2 separate regions of the Danio rerio genome follow, and region 2 is linked to region 1. Evidence: chromatin contacts called from public Hi-C data. All regions are on one chromosome and are shown on one strand. Each heading gives the region's core, a stretch centred on a gene start, on an enhancer-like site or on the middle of the called end of the contact. The rest is flanking DNA. Distances are from core to core; before and after follow the strand shown. Region 1 holds the start of LOC137489850. Region 2 overlaps pbx4 (pre-B-cell leukemia transcription factor 4).

Region 1 (7,341 bases), core at 3,279-5,778:
TCCTTTTCAATGTCATTCATTTGCTCTTTCTCCTCAATGTGATTCTCTACGTCCTCACTTTCCTTTCCTTCCATCTCCTCCACTTCTTCCAACATGCAGTTTTTTCTTGGCCGCCTCCTCCTTCTCTTTTTCTTCACCTCCTCCTCCTTTTCAATGTCATTCATTTGCTCTTTCTCCTCAATGTGATTCTCCACTTCCTCACTTTCCTTTCCTTCCGTCTCCTCCTCTTCTACCTTGCAGTTTTTCCTTGGCCGCCTTCTCCTTCTCCTTTTCTTCAGCTTCTCCTCCTCCTCCTCTTCCTCCTCCTCCTTTCCAATGTATTTTATTTCCTCCTCATTTTTCTCCTCCTCAGCTTTCATCTTGTCCTCCTCCTCCTCCTTTATTTGCTCAAACAGAAACTTTGCCGCAGATAGCCTTCTGGCGATAATTTTCCTTCTCCAGAACTCCTTCTCTGACAGTCGGGTGCTGGTATCTTTCCTTTTCTTTTTCTCCACCACCACCTTCTCCTCTTTCATCACCTCCTCCTCCTTCTCCAACACCTCTTCCTTCTGCATCATCTCTTTCTCTTCTTCCTTTTTCTCCACCACCTTCTCCTCTTCCATTTTCCTTCTCCAGAACTCCTCCTCTGACAGTCGGGTTCTGGTATCTTTCTTTCTTTTCTTTTTCTCCACCACCACCTTCTCCTCTTTCATCACCTCCTCCTCCTTCTCCACCTCTTCCTTCCTCATTATCTCTTTCTCTTCTTCCTTTTTCTCCACCACCTTCTCCTCCTCTGTTAGTTGGGTGCTGGTATCTTTCTTTATTTTTTTATTTGTCTCCACCATCTCCACCACCACCACCATCACCACCACCTTCTTCTTTTTCATCATCTGCTCCTTCTTCTCCACCACAATCTCATTCTGCATTATCTCCTTCTCTTCCTTTTTCTCCACCACCTTCTCCTCCCCACTTTTCTCCTCCTCCTCCTCATTTGTCTTTTCTTGCTTTGTGTTATCTTTCTCTTTGTCCACCACCTCCTCCTCTTCCATCACCTCCTCTTTCTTCTCCACCACTTCCTCCTGCATTATCTCCTTCACTTCTTCCTCTTCCACAATCATCTTTTCGTAGATCTCATGTTCAGAATCTGTTAAGACAAATGATTGCAGTTTGCACATAGTACAAAGTCATTTTCAAGGAGACGTTAAACTCCAGATAAAGGGGAGTAAAAATACAGTTTATTAATGAGATTATACACTAGAAAATATTGAGATGCAAAAACCATCATTTACCATCAGATGAGGAAAGTGTGAACGGCTCATTACGAGGACAGAAGCAGAACCATCGTAGAGCAGCTCTGATGAAAGAAGCAACCTTGCTCTTCTTTCTCTTCTTTCTCTTTTCTTTCACTTTCTCCTTCTCATCTGTTAAAAGAGAAATGATTGCACATCTTTACACACTTGTTGAGAAAAATTTAAAACGAACATTCACCAAAAACAAAAACCCCAATATATAACCATTTTAAAAAGTTATTGTAGCTAAACCAAGGTTACCACAAGTTTGCCATGGATTTGCTACACTTTTGTATTTTATTATTATTTATTGTATTGACTATAATATTTTATTATTTTCATGTTATATAAAACTGCCTACACAAATGATCAATGCACCAAACGATATAAAAACTACATGTTCAGTGCACTTTTTTAAAATAGAAAACTGAATACTGGGGTATATTGCACAGCTAGAGTTTTTCAGCCAACATTAAATTTCGGATTAAAGGTTTCTGTGATTATTTAACATTTTATAAACATCGTGATGTAAATAAATTACAATCAGTTAAATTAACCTAAGCATTCGTTTAGTTGTTCAAGCATAAAACGAGACGATAGTCTATTGTATGGAACCGCTAGCACCGTCAGTACCAGCAGGCTAGCGCAGAAACTCTTAAAATTTAAAATACTGAGCTAAAATAAATTTTCATGTTTATTTTAAATGTAATTTAATGCAGTGATTCTTGTCCGGTCTGAGACCCACTTTATATCAAATATATATTAGTCAGTGAAGATCACATATTTTTAAAGAAAACAGATCTTAAATGTGGTGATTTTGTAATGGAAAGACAGTTAAACGAAAGCCATCGGGCTGTCGGCTGAAAATGAAAAGTCTGTGTGCATATCTCATTTTACTAAAGGATTTTAGACTAAAGTTGTATCAGAAAAGCTGAAAATGAAATACATTATCATTTTACCCAAAATGTTGCATTAAGATGCACGTGAATGCAATGCTAGCCAGCAGTTTAACCAGCTGTCTATTATCCTGTACAAACATTATTTTTAATAGTAAGTATATTATTATGTCAGGAAAACACTGGATATTGGATAGCACAATGTAAATAAGACTCACTATTAGTGCCATTTCTTGGCCTTTCTTTGAGCTGCTTCACTTTTCTTTGGCTCTGGGAGATCTTGCAGGCTTTGGGAACTTCGTCTTCCTCCATTTTAGCAGCTGATGTTGTGGGGAGATCAGAAATCTGTTCAACCATCATATAATTCGGTACAGGGTTTCAGTCTTTCACCTGTAACCACTCAAAAACTTGGGGTTTGCTAGCTGGAATAGGATGAGGATTTCGGTCTTGCACCGTGAATCACTCAAACGAAAGATGTTCAATGGCTGAGACGGTCTCAAAACTCTCGGAACGCAAGTTTTTTAACACTTAACAGCCAAAAACACACCTGTACTACTCCACTTCAACAAACTCACAAGATATTCTCCGATGATGCAGGGCTTCAAGTACACTTTTGGAATGCGTTCTATTCTCAGAACATGTCACTATGGTAACAAGACATAAGACTAAGAAATGTTTTCTTTTAAACTCAAATGACTGCAAATGTGCAAATGACATAAAATAAATGAAAAAATAGCTAAATAAATTGATCTAAGGGACAAAAGCTGTCTTAAATAGATAATCAGTTAGAAATTGCTGTAACTGTAGACAAAGAAGCACAACAAATGAAACCTGAGAGTTTTTTGTGAAACTCAAACAACAAAACTGACATATATTGACTGAAATAATATCTAATAAATGAATTTAAAGTATTCCGCTTCAATGTGATCCATCCAGCTAGACATGCCGCAAATATACATGCCATTTCCATAAGAAATAAATAATATAGTCATTAGTGTAGGAGTGCAACATCAACTCGCAGAAAAACAAAAATCAAAACTAAATGTAAATAATTACCTTTGAACAGAAAATATAGTTTAACAAATGAAAATCAAGAAAATAATTCAGAATCAGGCCGTAAGAGGCAGAACAAATGTGTGCAAAAGCGCAGGCAACATATATTCAAAATGTGAATCAAAAATAGTTGAGTTGGTAACACTGAGTGATCAAAAAATGAAATACAAAATAACTTCATTTGCTAAAGTATAGCCAGAATGATTTTTTAATCTGCAGATAATGCTAAACATGCTAAACTTTTAGGAATAGTGTATTATTGTTATAATTGATCATTTTTATATCCCTTTACATAATCTTCCATTTACAATCAAATTATTTACATAAGAAAGTGTGAGTGGACAACATAAAGTTTATAAATAGGCATGAAACTTAAGGGTTTATAACAGAAGCGCATTAGAATAAGAGTTATACTCAATCAATTTGGACCAAATCCAAACAATATATATTTTTGCATTTTTTGTGTTGTTTTCTTCATAATAAATATACTTTTAACAATGTTAAACTTGTAATTAAAAAAGAGGCTTGTTGAAAAAAATCTACACAACTATTCAATTCAATTCAGCTTTATTTGTATAACGCTTTTACAATGTAGATTGTGTCAAAGCAGCTTCACATAAATGGTCATAGTAACTGGATAAGATGCAAACTAGAGTTTTCTAGTTTTGACACATTAAAATATGTGGTAAAGAAATAACTACATGTGTTCCTTTTTCAATTTCATTGGTCTAACCAGGCCATTAACCGAAAACCATTAGTGTTTAGACATGTATGATCTAAAATCTCATTCATAATGGTCTTAAAATTACCTTAAAATGTCTTAAATTTGACTTGATGAAACCTGCAGAAACGCTGAAATAATGAGGGCTTTTGTTATGGTGCAGACAGAGAAAGGTAACTTTTTACTACAATAAAATCACATTAAATACATTTCCTTATTGAAATCATTATTAATTTTAAATGAATTCAAATCAAAAGAGCTAGTCAAAGCTGTTAAGTATTGCCAAAGTATTGCAGAATACATAAACAATGAGTACAATCTTAAAGTGATTTTGTAATACATATATAGAATATATACCTACACACACTTAGTTTTAATAAGTACGCAAATAAGAAAAACTGATATGATTATTAAAAGATAATGGAAAAAAATATTAAGAATAATAAATAAAAATACAATACACAATGGTTTATTTATTCAGATGGTTTGTAGTAATACCATCCATATATATATATGTGTGTGTCTGTGTGTGTGTGTGTGTGTGTGTGTGTGTGTGTGTGTGTGTGTGTGTGTGTGTGTGTGTGTGTGTGTGTGTGTGTGTGTGTGTGTGTGTGTGTGTGTGTGTGTGTGTGTGTGTGTGTGTGTGTATTGTGTTTTTTGCATCATATAAGTATTTTGACTTTAATAATGGGAATAAAATAAACTTTAAACAAACCTTAGATGGAAATAATGAAAAAAGCAAAATGATAATTAGAGGGAAAAACATAAATCCAAAATTATTTAGTCACATAATACAGTATATATTCACTGGCCACTTTATTAGGTACACCTTAATTCGCCTTCCGAACTGCCTTAATTCTTCGCGGCATAGATTCAACAAGGTACTGGAAATATTCCTTAGAGATTTTGGTCCATATTGACATGATAGAATCACTAAGTTGCTGCAGATTTGTCAGCTGCACATCCATGATGTGAATCTCCCTTTCCATCATATCCCAAAGGTCCACTATTGGAGGCCATTTGAGTACAGTAAACTCATTGTCATGTTCAGGAAACCAGTCTGAGGCATTGACATAATGCTCAATTGGTACTAGTTGGTTCAAATTGGCACAATAGAATAAAAACAGTTATACTAGGAATTAGTATTCAGATACTTTTTTTTCTATGTGAATATATTTGAAAATCGATTAGATTCCTGTGATTTAGTTGTTCAGAATTTTTTGTTTGTTTGTTTAGAAAAACTTCTCAAGCACACATTATATGATTTGCCATTTTAAAGACGTTTCTAATGTTACAAAAGATTTTATTTTAAATGAATGCTGCTGAAATTGATTTTTGTGTACAGAGTGTTAAAAGTAAAATGTATGAACTGCATAAAATTTTAGATTTGATCATATATTAACAAAATAAATCTAATGTATGTATTAATTGGTTTTTAAAGGTTCAAAGGTTTTAAATTATGAATAATAAATGTAGCAGGACATTAAATATATATATATATATATATATATATATATATATATATATATATATATATATATATATATATATATAAAAGAGAGAGAGAGAGAGAATAAAAATAAGTGTGTCCTTCTAGCGGCCCAATACATTAATGCTTGTCACAAAAAGAGAGAGCAGACCAAAAAAACATCAGTGATGCGCCGGCAGAAACACACACACACCTAGGTGATTATAAATTAATCATTGTAAATATACTGATTATTATTGTTTTTATTACTGTTTTATCCTAAAATGTTGATTGTTAAATGTAGTTTATTCTGATCTATGTTTGTATTGATTTTTATGAAAAATATGATATGTTGAATAATAATATAATATATTGAATATTAATGTGATATATTAAATAATATGCTGTATTGTTAATATTTTATTTAATTATTATATATAAATATCATCTTTTTTTACTACTACTATTTTTTACTATTTAATTTTTATATGTATGTTACTTTTTATGTAAACTTTATAACTGCTTTGGCAATACATTTGTAACATTTGTCATGCCAATAAAGCAATTATTGAATTGAATTGATTAGAATAAACTTTTAAACTTTTAGATATTTTTTTAAATATTAAAGACTACCAAATAGAATAGAAATTGGATTGTTGATTGTAAAAAAAAGAACTTTTTACAGTTTCTAAGAATGAATATGAATAAAATACTGTTTACCTGTCATCACTTTTCACCTTCAGCTTACAAACCTGTTTGAGTTTGTTTCTTTTGTTGAACTCACAACAGGATAATTTGAATATGGAGAAAAGCAGCAGCCATTAACTTCCATAGTATTTTGTATTACTACTATGGAGGTCAATGGCTGTATTTTTCCAACATTCTATGTATCTTCTTGTTTTGTGCTCAACAGAAGAAATATGTTCATAAAATCTTGTGTAAATGGTTAGTAAATTTTTTATTTTTGCGTGAACTGTCCCTTTAACTGTTTTAATTTCATGTGTATGATCTAGGCCTCAGAAGGCTCTCATGGAGTCAAACGCCCTCATGATAGCAACCACGTCTCTGGTCCTCCTCAGAAGTCTCCCTGCACTTCTCCTGCTCCAGCAGCAATGCAGCGTTTAGAAGACGACGAGCAGCCCGAGAACAAGGTTGAAGAGGAAAGTGTAAGTGTTCCTGCTGCCGAACAAAACCCTCGTTCTCGGCGGAAGTCCTTGAGGAGATCATCCAGAGGCCGGCGCTCTCTACCGGCCTTCAGCAGCTCCTCTCAGCGTGAGTCCTGCATCACAGAGCCTTTTACAGGACGTTCTGCTGGAGTCATTTCTGATTGTTGATGTTCTCTTTTAGCTCTGTGTGAAACCATCAGTCTGTCTTTACCTGATGATGAGAGACTGGAGATGCTCATGAAAGCTGCGATGCAGGTCTTTACAATGCAGTTTTTGTATTACTTTTTGGTCCTTGATGAGTTTGACTTTTTACCTTTTCGTCTTTGCGGATTGTTTTCTAGAGGACGGTGCAGAGGGTCAAAAGCAGTCTGTACACCATCCCTGGTGTTGATACAGAGACTCTTCAGACTCAAGGTAAGTAAAGTCAGGGTTTTTAAGTGTTCTGTCTGGATCAATGGTAATGAAAGTATGATCAGTCCTCAGTGTTACATTTTCATGACTTTTTTTGGTAGGAAATTCATTAAAAAATAACAGCTTTTTAAAAAACATTTAAGAGACAACTTCAAAGTTATTATTGTGTATCTGGATTTGGCTTTAATAGGTACACTGAGTGAAATGTCCATTTGTTAGTTTTTTAAACTACTGATAATGTGTTTTAAAATTTTCAATCAAGAGTTATCATTTAGATCATTTATTTATGAAAATAGATCAATATAAAATATTCACTTTTCAGAGCTTAAAACCATTTTATTTATTATTGTTGTTCTTT
Region 2 (7,341 bases), core at 3,104-5,603, 78 kb after region 1:
TTAACTCAAAAGCTACATTTTAGGCCCTACAGAATCTTGAATTTACTGAAGTTTTGTATTTGTACTTCATTTTACTTTGTTTTCGTTCAGCAACCCAATCTGGCTATTAACACCCATACAATCACCAACAAATCTCAATAAAACTTTTAACTTGTTGTTTAAAAATAGCATTTATTTACTGTGCTTACAGGAACATTTGTTTAAAAGTTCTTCATTTATTTACTACTAAGAATACTGCCCTGACCTATATTTTTTATTATTAAGTTATTATTTTTGTATTATTAAATGTTTAGAATTATAATCATTGTTTTATAAGGCAAGTAAAAATCTTTTACAACTAATATATTTTAATAAAACCCTTAGGATTTAGCCCTTGTATAAGTCTAAAATTTTATTCAAAATGCTCTTAAAGATGTTTTAAAAGGTCTTATATTTAACTTGGTAACCTGCAGAAACCATGTTATTTTTATTTTAATTACTCACCCTTTTTAATAATAATAATAAACTTAATATAGCACCTTTAAAAGTAGCATCTCAAGGCACTTTGCAGACATAAAAATGTGCAGCAGTAAAAGATGCGTACAAGGTTGAATCAAAGAAAAAATGTACTAATGAAAAAATAATTAAATGCATACATATAATACTAATAGATCTAAAAATAGTTCTCCCCTTACATACTAAGTAAAAAAAAGATTAAAAAGTACTTAGGGATTCTGCATTGTGAATATCGGAGGGTAAAGAGTTCCACAATTTAGGTGCCATGAAGAATGCCCGGTCCCCCATAGATTTTAACCATAGATTTTAACAGATTTTTTTTGACTGAGCAGTTTTTTTAAATATTGTGGTGCTAGACTATTCAAGGCCTTATACGCAAGCATGAGGATTTTAAAACCAATCGGAAAACTGACAGAAAGCCTAAATTAATTATTATTATGATTAAGATTACTATTATTATTATTTATTAAGCATCATCTTAATCGACATCCCTAATCCTACCTAATACTTCTACATTGCTATTAATTATTAGATAATTAGTTAATGGTTTGTTAATATCATGAATTGAGGCCTGAAGTAAAGCGTTAAAACCTTATGAATAATCCTTTTAAGAAAAGCATACACACTGTAAAAAGAAAACCACACAGCTTTGTTGTTAAATGAAAAAAATTATTTGGTCACCCCAACTTGCATTACTCAAACTAAAAATTCAAAGCTAACTCATTAACTTAATAAAATAAGTTAAAGTAGCAAAAACAGTTGTTGTCATGGCTTTTTGTAGTCTATTTTTCACAGTGCAGAGGTATATTTACTTTCATATTTTGAATAATATGGTAATTTTATAATTGATATAATTTTTTTATTATTGATGTAAAATAATAGATTTGTTTTGACCAGTTAGTGATTTTTGTAGCCCTAAGACATGTTTTTTTTTTCTTTAACGTTTTGCAAAGTGCGTGATATTTTCAGTAATGTCGACTTTCATCATTAAAATGACAATTACAAAAATGATCATCGACAAAAACCACTATGATTCATTAACATAAGTTTCGAAATCAAGACTAGGAATAAATTGACACTTCTGAAGGGTGTTATGATATTCCAAGGGGCCCATATCATGCAGCTCCAAATGTTGCTGGTCATTTGTGTAATTATCAGTAATCACAGCTTAATTGAGATAATTAGGCTGAAGAAAAGGCTGTATGCTTGAGGGATTGGGCTGGAGGCGGCTCTTAATGGATATTGTGGGTGATACTCTTTGGGGAGGTGGTAAATTTCACTCTATTGATTGTGGGGCTGTGGTCGTAAAAACAACAGCCCTCCCCTCACCCTACACACACACACACACCACACAAACAACCACACGGTGAGTCTGGATAACAGGACAGCAGAAGTGTTGTTTTAAGTTTAGGCTTGACACATTCTCAACACTTTGCAGGCAGGCGACAAGCTCTTGTTGTTGAAGTGGCACTAAAATCAGTGTGGTGCCATATTAAATGTGCCGTTTCACCTGATAATAGTCACAGTAATTAGCTTGCTATAAACGTATTAAGAGTATTACTATTGTTCTCCGGCTTGGGTTTTTAAACTGTTGCTCTTCCTAAATAGGTGGCATGAATAAGGACACTGCTCTTTAGTGCCTCTTGTGGTTATGCTTAGAATAAACTGTAATACAGTTGAAGTCCGAATGATTAGCCCCCCTGTTTATTTTCCCCCCAATTTCTGTTTTAAGGAGAGCAGATTTTTTTTTTTTTTTGAGCAAATTTCTAAACATAATGCTTTAAAAAATCATTTATTTTATCTTTGCCCTGATCTAAATAAATAATATTTTACTAGATATTTTGCTAGATTTACTAGGGGGGTAATAATTCTGACCTTAATTGTATATATATTTTTTACAATTCAGGTTTATTACTGTATATGCAAGCATATACTCATTACACAATAAAATTGTCCTTGTTTTATTATAACAACAAATGATAATAAACCTAAACCTAACATTAACCCTGATGCTATTAACCATATAGTACATAACTGTAGTTGATTGACTCTTTTTTTTTTAACTCCAAGAAACTGTATAATACAACTTAAATACAGTAAAAGAGAACAGTTATTTTACACAATACTCACATTAGATAAACAGAAAATCTGTTTAAAAATATATTATTGCAATAAAAAAATAATTCAAGTAGCATGAAAGATCTAATATTTACTCAAAGACACACATTTCTTTTTATCAATTAATCTAAGTGATTTAATTAAAAGTTGTATTTTACATAATTAAAAAAAAAGATTTTTCAAGGTACCTCTGTTTGTGAAGTAAAATTTCCAAACAAGTATAAGAAAGTTCACAGTGGCTTCTTACAACTTGTTTTGATTTTTGAAATAACAAATAACGTCCTTTAGTTGCAAATTACCACTTGTCTTAAATCCACTTCAATCACTCCAAAACGATAATACTTTGCATAAAACAAACCAGTGACGAATGTCTTCACATTCATTCTAACAACTGTAATATAATTATTAAAATAATCAATAGAATGAATTACATGGTTCACAGGTTTATTAGAAAATGTAAAAAAAACAACAACAACAGATTAGTTTAACTGTTTTTAATCTACTTTATTATAATTATTTAGATAGAGATACAAATTATACCAAATTAAATTTGTTATAAAAAAAAACATTTTTACAACAAAATTAGGCTACATAAAATGTTTAGAAATTTATGTTGTTTCCTGTTGCTATTTTTGGCTTTTAATTTTTGTTTATTTTTTCAGTCTGATCAGGTAACAATCCAAAGTAGTTCAAAAATTCACTTTGAGTCATTCTTTTTAAGAGATTGTCGCGGTTGTCGCAGCTGCTAAATCATATTAACAGGAACAGAAATTAACCAGTTCAGATGTGCATTCGAGCTGAAGCGTTAGAAAGCATGCAATAGGCTATAATAAAAGGCTCGAATTCACAGTTTTGCAACCTTTTAAGGGCTCCACAGAATAACACAATAAAATGGTCTATTTTTGCACAACTATGTGAGCATTTTAGTCACTTTTCCACATGCAACATTATTTATTGTAGGTTAGGGTTGCACTGTTTACCGGTACTATGATGTACTATGAAAACACTGCCGGTGATACTTTAGTTTGTAAATGTTAGTATCGTCATTTATGGTTTCCGCTACATTCGTTCGTCCATGCACCACACCAAATTTCATCCCGCCATGGCTACATTACAGCTACTCATTTAAAAGATTTAGTTGTTGTTGTTGTTTTTTTTTAATAGCTGGTTATAACTGCACCAAAACATATTAAAAGGTAAGTGAATTATAACAGAACAAACTTTTCTGTAACCGTAGTAGCGCTGTGCGTTATTTGTTTAACCCTTTATGGTGAGATGTTGACTGACTGACAGGTGCATGAGGCTAGCAATCATGACGGCTTTTTGTTAAGATGAACAGTTTCTATAGTTGTTCTTTATAGATAAAGGTCTGTAGTTCTGCATGACCATTATTTTTCACTCTTTTGTTCTATAAATGTAATTACTAGCTTGTAAAATAGTCCAGTGGCTTCAATAAAGATGTTTCATAAACCCTGTGTAAGTGTAAGCACAGTCATATGAAGACTTGAAATCATATGCAGCGTGTTCTCTGTTCTCCCTGTGAAATGTATGTAAACAACTGAATGTGTTAGTTTCAGTAACAGTCCTGCGACTGAAATCACTTTGACTGGAAACTTGTAGTGTAGAGTTCCTCCTTTTTCTGCTTGACTTTGGTGAGTTTTTCGCGAGGTAAAGCGAGGGAGGGCTGGTGAATCGGGGTCATTAGTTCATTCGGCTGGGTCTGCTGCATTCCTGAGCTCAGAGAGGGGGAGAAACCAGAGCTGGAATGTGACTCACAGAGAGAGGAGAGAGAAGAGGGACCCTGAAGGGGCAAGAGAGAACACGAAAAAAAAAACACCGCTTGCCAAGGCGAAGAGAAAAAACTTTTCAGAAAGGAGCGAAAGGGGGGGAGCGGAGGCCAGCGTGATTGGGGGAGGGTGAAATGTGTTATCAGTTAAAGGGAGGATTGGAAATACAGCTTTGATTTCTGCGGGGATGGTACAGACAGAACATCCACACACACAACACACACAACAAATGGCCCTTTATTTGCACCGTTTGTGGTCGAAAGTTCGCAAACAAAACAAAACTCGATGCACTGCTGGAGTCTGTGCTTTCACAGGAGTGTTCAGAGCTGAATCATTGAGTCAGGAGAGATTTTCTTTTGAGAAAGATGCCCTCTGTTGAGTAATCCTAAGAGTTGACTCATTGATTTTAATCCAGAAGACTGACTTTTCTTTTCTTTTCTTGAGTCAAGTTCATCAAGTAAAGAAATCATTTCACTGAATGAGACCTCAATACAATACAAAAAGATTTTTACAAAACAAGTAAAAGAGGTTTGGATGATTCATCCGCTTTATTTATTTATTTTTTTGCAAAATAGAAATGTAGAAGCCGAGACATGTTGCAAAGTATCCCAAACAAAGTTTTTGTTTGTCTTTTTAAACACAAGGATGATTGAATTTACTTTTTTTTAGGTCCACTGTAAAACCCAACAGTCAACTTTATCAAATGAAATGAGTGTAGTTCACTCAAAATTGACTGTAAGGTAATTACATTACATACATTACATGGAGTAAGTTCACATATAGATTAGTAGTTTTTTTTTACTTAAATGGTTTGTAGCAAACGGTTTCCTTAAACAGTTTGAGTTACCTTAGCTTTGTGGATTTTATAGTGTAGCTGTCCCTTTTAATTTGTAAAAACTATATCCAGCTTTTAGAGAGAGGGGAAAGAGTTCTTGTGTGCATGTATGTGTGTGTGAGCTCTCACAAAGAAGAACTCTGTTTCTTGCTATAAACATGTAGTTGTTTTTAAACACACACACACACACACACACACACATATATATATATATATATATATATATATATATATATATATATATATATATATATATATATATATTTATATTTATATATATATATATATATATATATTTATATATATATATATATATTTATATATATATATATATATATATATATATATATATATATATATATATATATATATATATATAATAAAATAAATGCTGCCTTGAAAAGATTAATTTTCTTTAAAAGAAAACTACAATCAATTTAGCTTTGGACCTGTGGGGAAAACCAGAGCACCCAAAGGAAACCCACACAAACACAGTTAGAACGTGCAAACTCCACACAGAAACGCCAACTGACCCAGCCAAGGCTCGAACCAGCAACCTTCTTGCTGTGAGGCGAACATGCTACCCACTGCATCACCGTGACGCCCAAGAGAGAATAATTCTCTCATTTAAAATAAGTTAAAATTAAATAACTGTAACTAAATACACTTGATGTGTTAATTCAAAATGCAATTAAAATGAATAAAAACTATAGCCACTTAAATAAAATGCAAAACTATTGCATCTACATCTGTGATGTAAAATAATGCAAATTTATTAATAATAATAACATTATAGAAACTAAAGAGATGTCAACTGTTTGCAATTCGTTTTCTCTGTTTTATATTATTGATAAGTATTTAGTAACTACAATAGTGTATCAATCTTACAAAAACTGCTCTGTAATACTTCTGTTTTTAACTATATTTATTTTACACACATTTCTAAGTGCCATTACTCATAAGTAGGCCCACATGGAATTTGCGTGCAGATTTTTATAATTGAGTCGATGTATTTACTTAAGTAAATGTGTGTCAATTCATATTTGTTCAGTTTTTAAATTCATTTCACTAATATTAGTGTGGTATATAATAATCAAAATAATAATAATAATAATATGAAAATGTTCATATGATTTATTTACTATACAGTTTGTAAAGTAATGTGTTCTGTCTTTTAGTTGAGATATTATATGAGACTTGCTTTGTTTTCCAAATAAGTGGATCTAGATAGATTTGCATCATAAAGATTAAATAAAAGTTACAAATGTATTATTTTTTATTGTATAAATTAAGTTTGTAGTTATGATACTCCTAAAACCATTCAGCATTAATCCACAGATTTTTTCCCCCCAAAATTCTCATCAAAAATATCTGCAGATTCAAATAAATTCTATATTTACCTATAAAAAGTGTCTGTAAATGTTGTATAATGTGGCATTTCCCTTTGTACATCAACCTCTCATATGTCTCTCTGTGTGAAAGTGCTCTAGAGCAACCACAAACCCTCTTCGGTGGGTGTCATGTATTTCCACACATAATCGCTCTCACGCTTTGGCCTCAGTCACCGGGCAGCTCTGCGTCTGCATATGTATGTGAGTGTGGAGCGAGTGCTCGTATAGGTGTGAGCGATGGGCCTGAATCAGGAAGATGACAGAGGTCTTGCTTTAATTCAGTGCCAGAGAACTGTGTACTTATGGCTGCTGGTGCTTGTAGTGACAGCACATGCTCTCCTATTATTGGACCTGTGCCTTACACTCTGGCCTGCCAATGAGGTGCCATGCTGCCCTCTGCTGGCTCACAGGGGATTTGCATACTTTTTTTTTGAGGTAGGGGGAAACTAGGGGCAACTGGAACACTGTTATACGTTTTCCTTTTTCCCCCCTGATGTTTGTTTTTCTTTTCTATAATATCTTACTTTTTTTTTTTTTATAAAAAAGATTTTCCTTAAATTGTTTTTGTTGCAATGAATCTTTTCAACCATGATAACTGTAAGAGTTAAAGCAGCCTTTCTTTTAAACAAAATACAAATATTGGTGCACTAATTAATAATACAACTGATATATTTACGCTAACGAGGACTGTAAGACTCTAACATTAAATGATATG

The links. A called contact is a pair of places that touch in the nucleus more often than the background predicts.
Region 2: a contact with region 1 is called in a Hi-C map of embryo, with 2.8 times the contacts expected there. The contact joins the enhancer-like site here to the promoter of LOC137489850 in region 1. A contact is called at or near these places in 6 of 18 Hi-C or Micro-C datasets (caudal fin, embryo, gastrula embryo and 1 more) and 1 of 4 datasets of contacts at active chromatin or transcription factors (caudal fin).

What each region holds. Positions count from the first base shown.
Region 1 is chr3:55,496,762-55,504,102 of GRCz12tu, forward strand. LOC137489850 reads right to left here and starts at 4,529. Exons shown (of 4, transcript XM_073945057.1): 1 at 2,383-4,529; 2 at 1,269-1,400; 3 at 1,053-1,123; 4 at 1-824. The coding sequence starts at 2,524. dsn1 (DSN1 component of MIS12 kinetochore complex) reads left to right here. Exons shown (of 11, transcript NM_001386492.1): 3 at 6,420-6,678; 4 at 6,754-6,827; 5 at 6,914-6,986.
Region 2 is chr3:55,575,273-55,582,613 of GRCz12tu, forward strand. All of the region lies in intron 2 of pbx4 (pre-B-cell leukemia transcription factor 4), which reads left to right. Among named protein-coding and RNA genes, the nearest start is that of pbx4, 43 kb to the left of the region's middle. Within about 2 kb of position 4,354, at least 45 of the 62 cell types and tissues checked have an H3K27ac peak or open chromatin away from gene starts, as enhancers often do. A contact at or near this core is called in caudal fin, where this site is marked.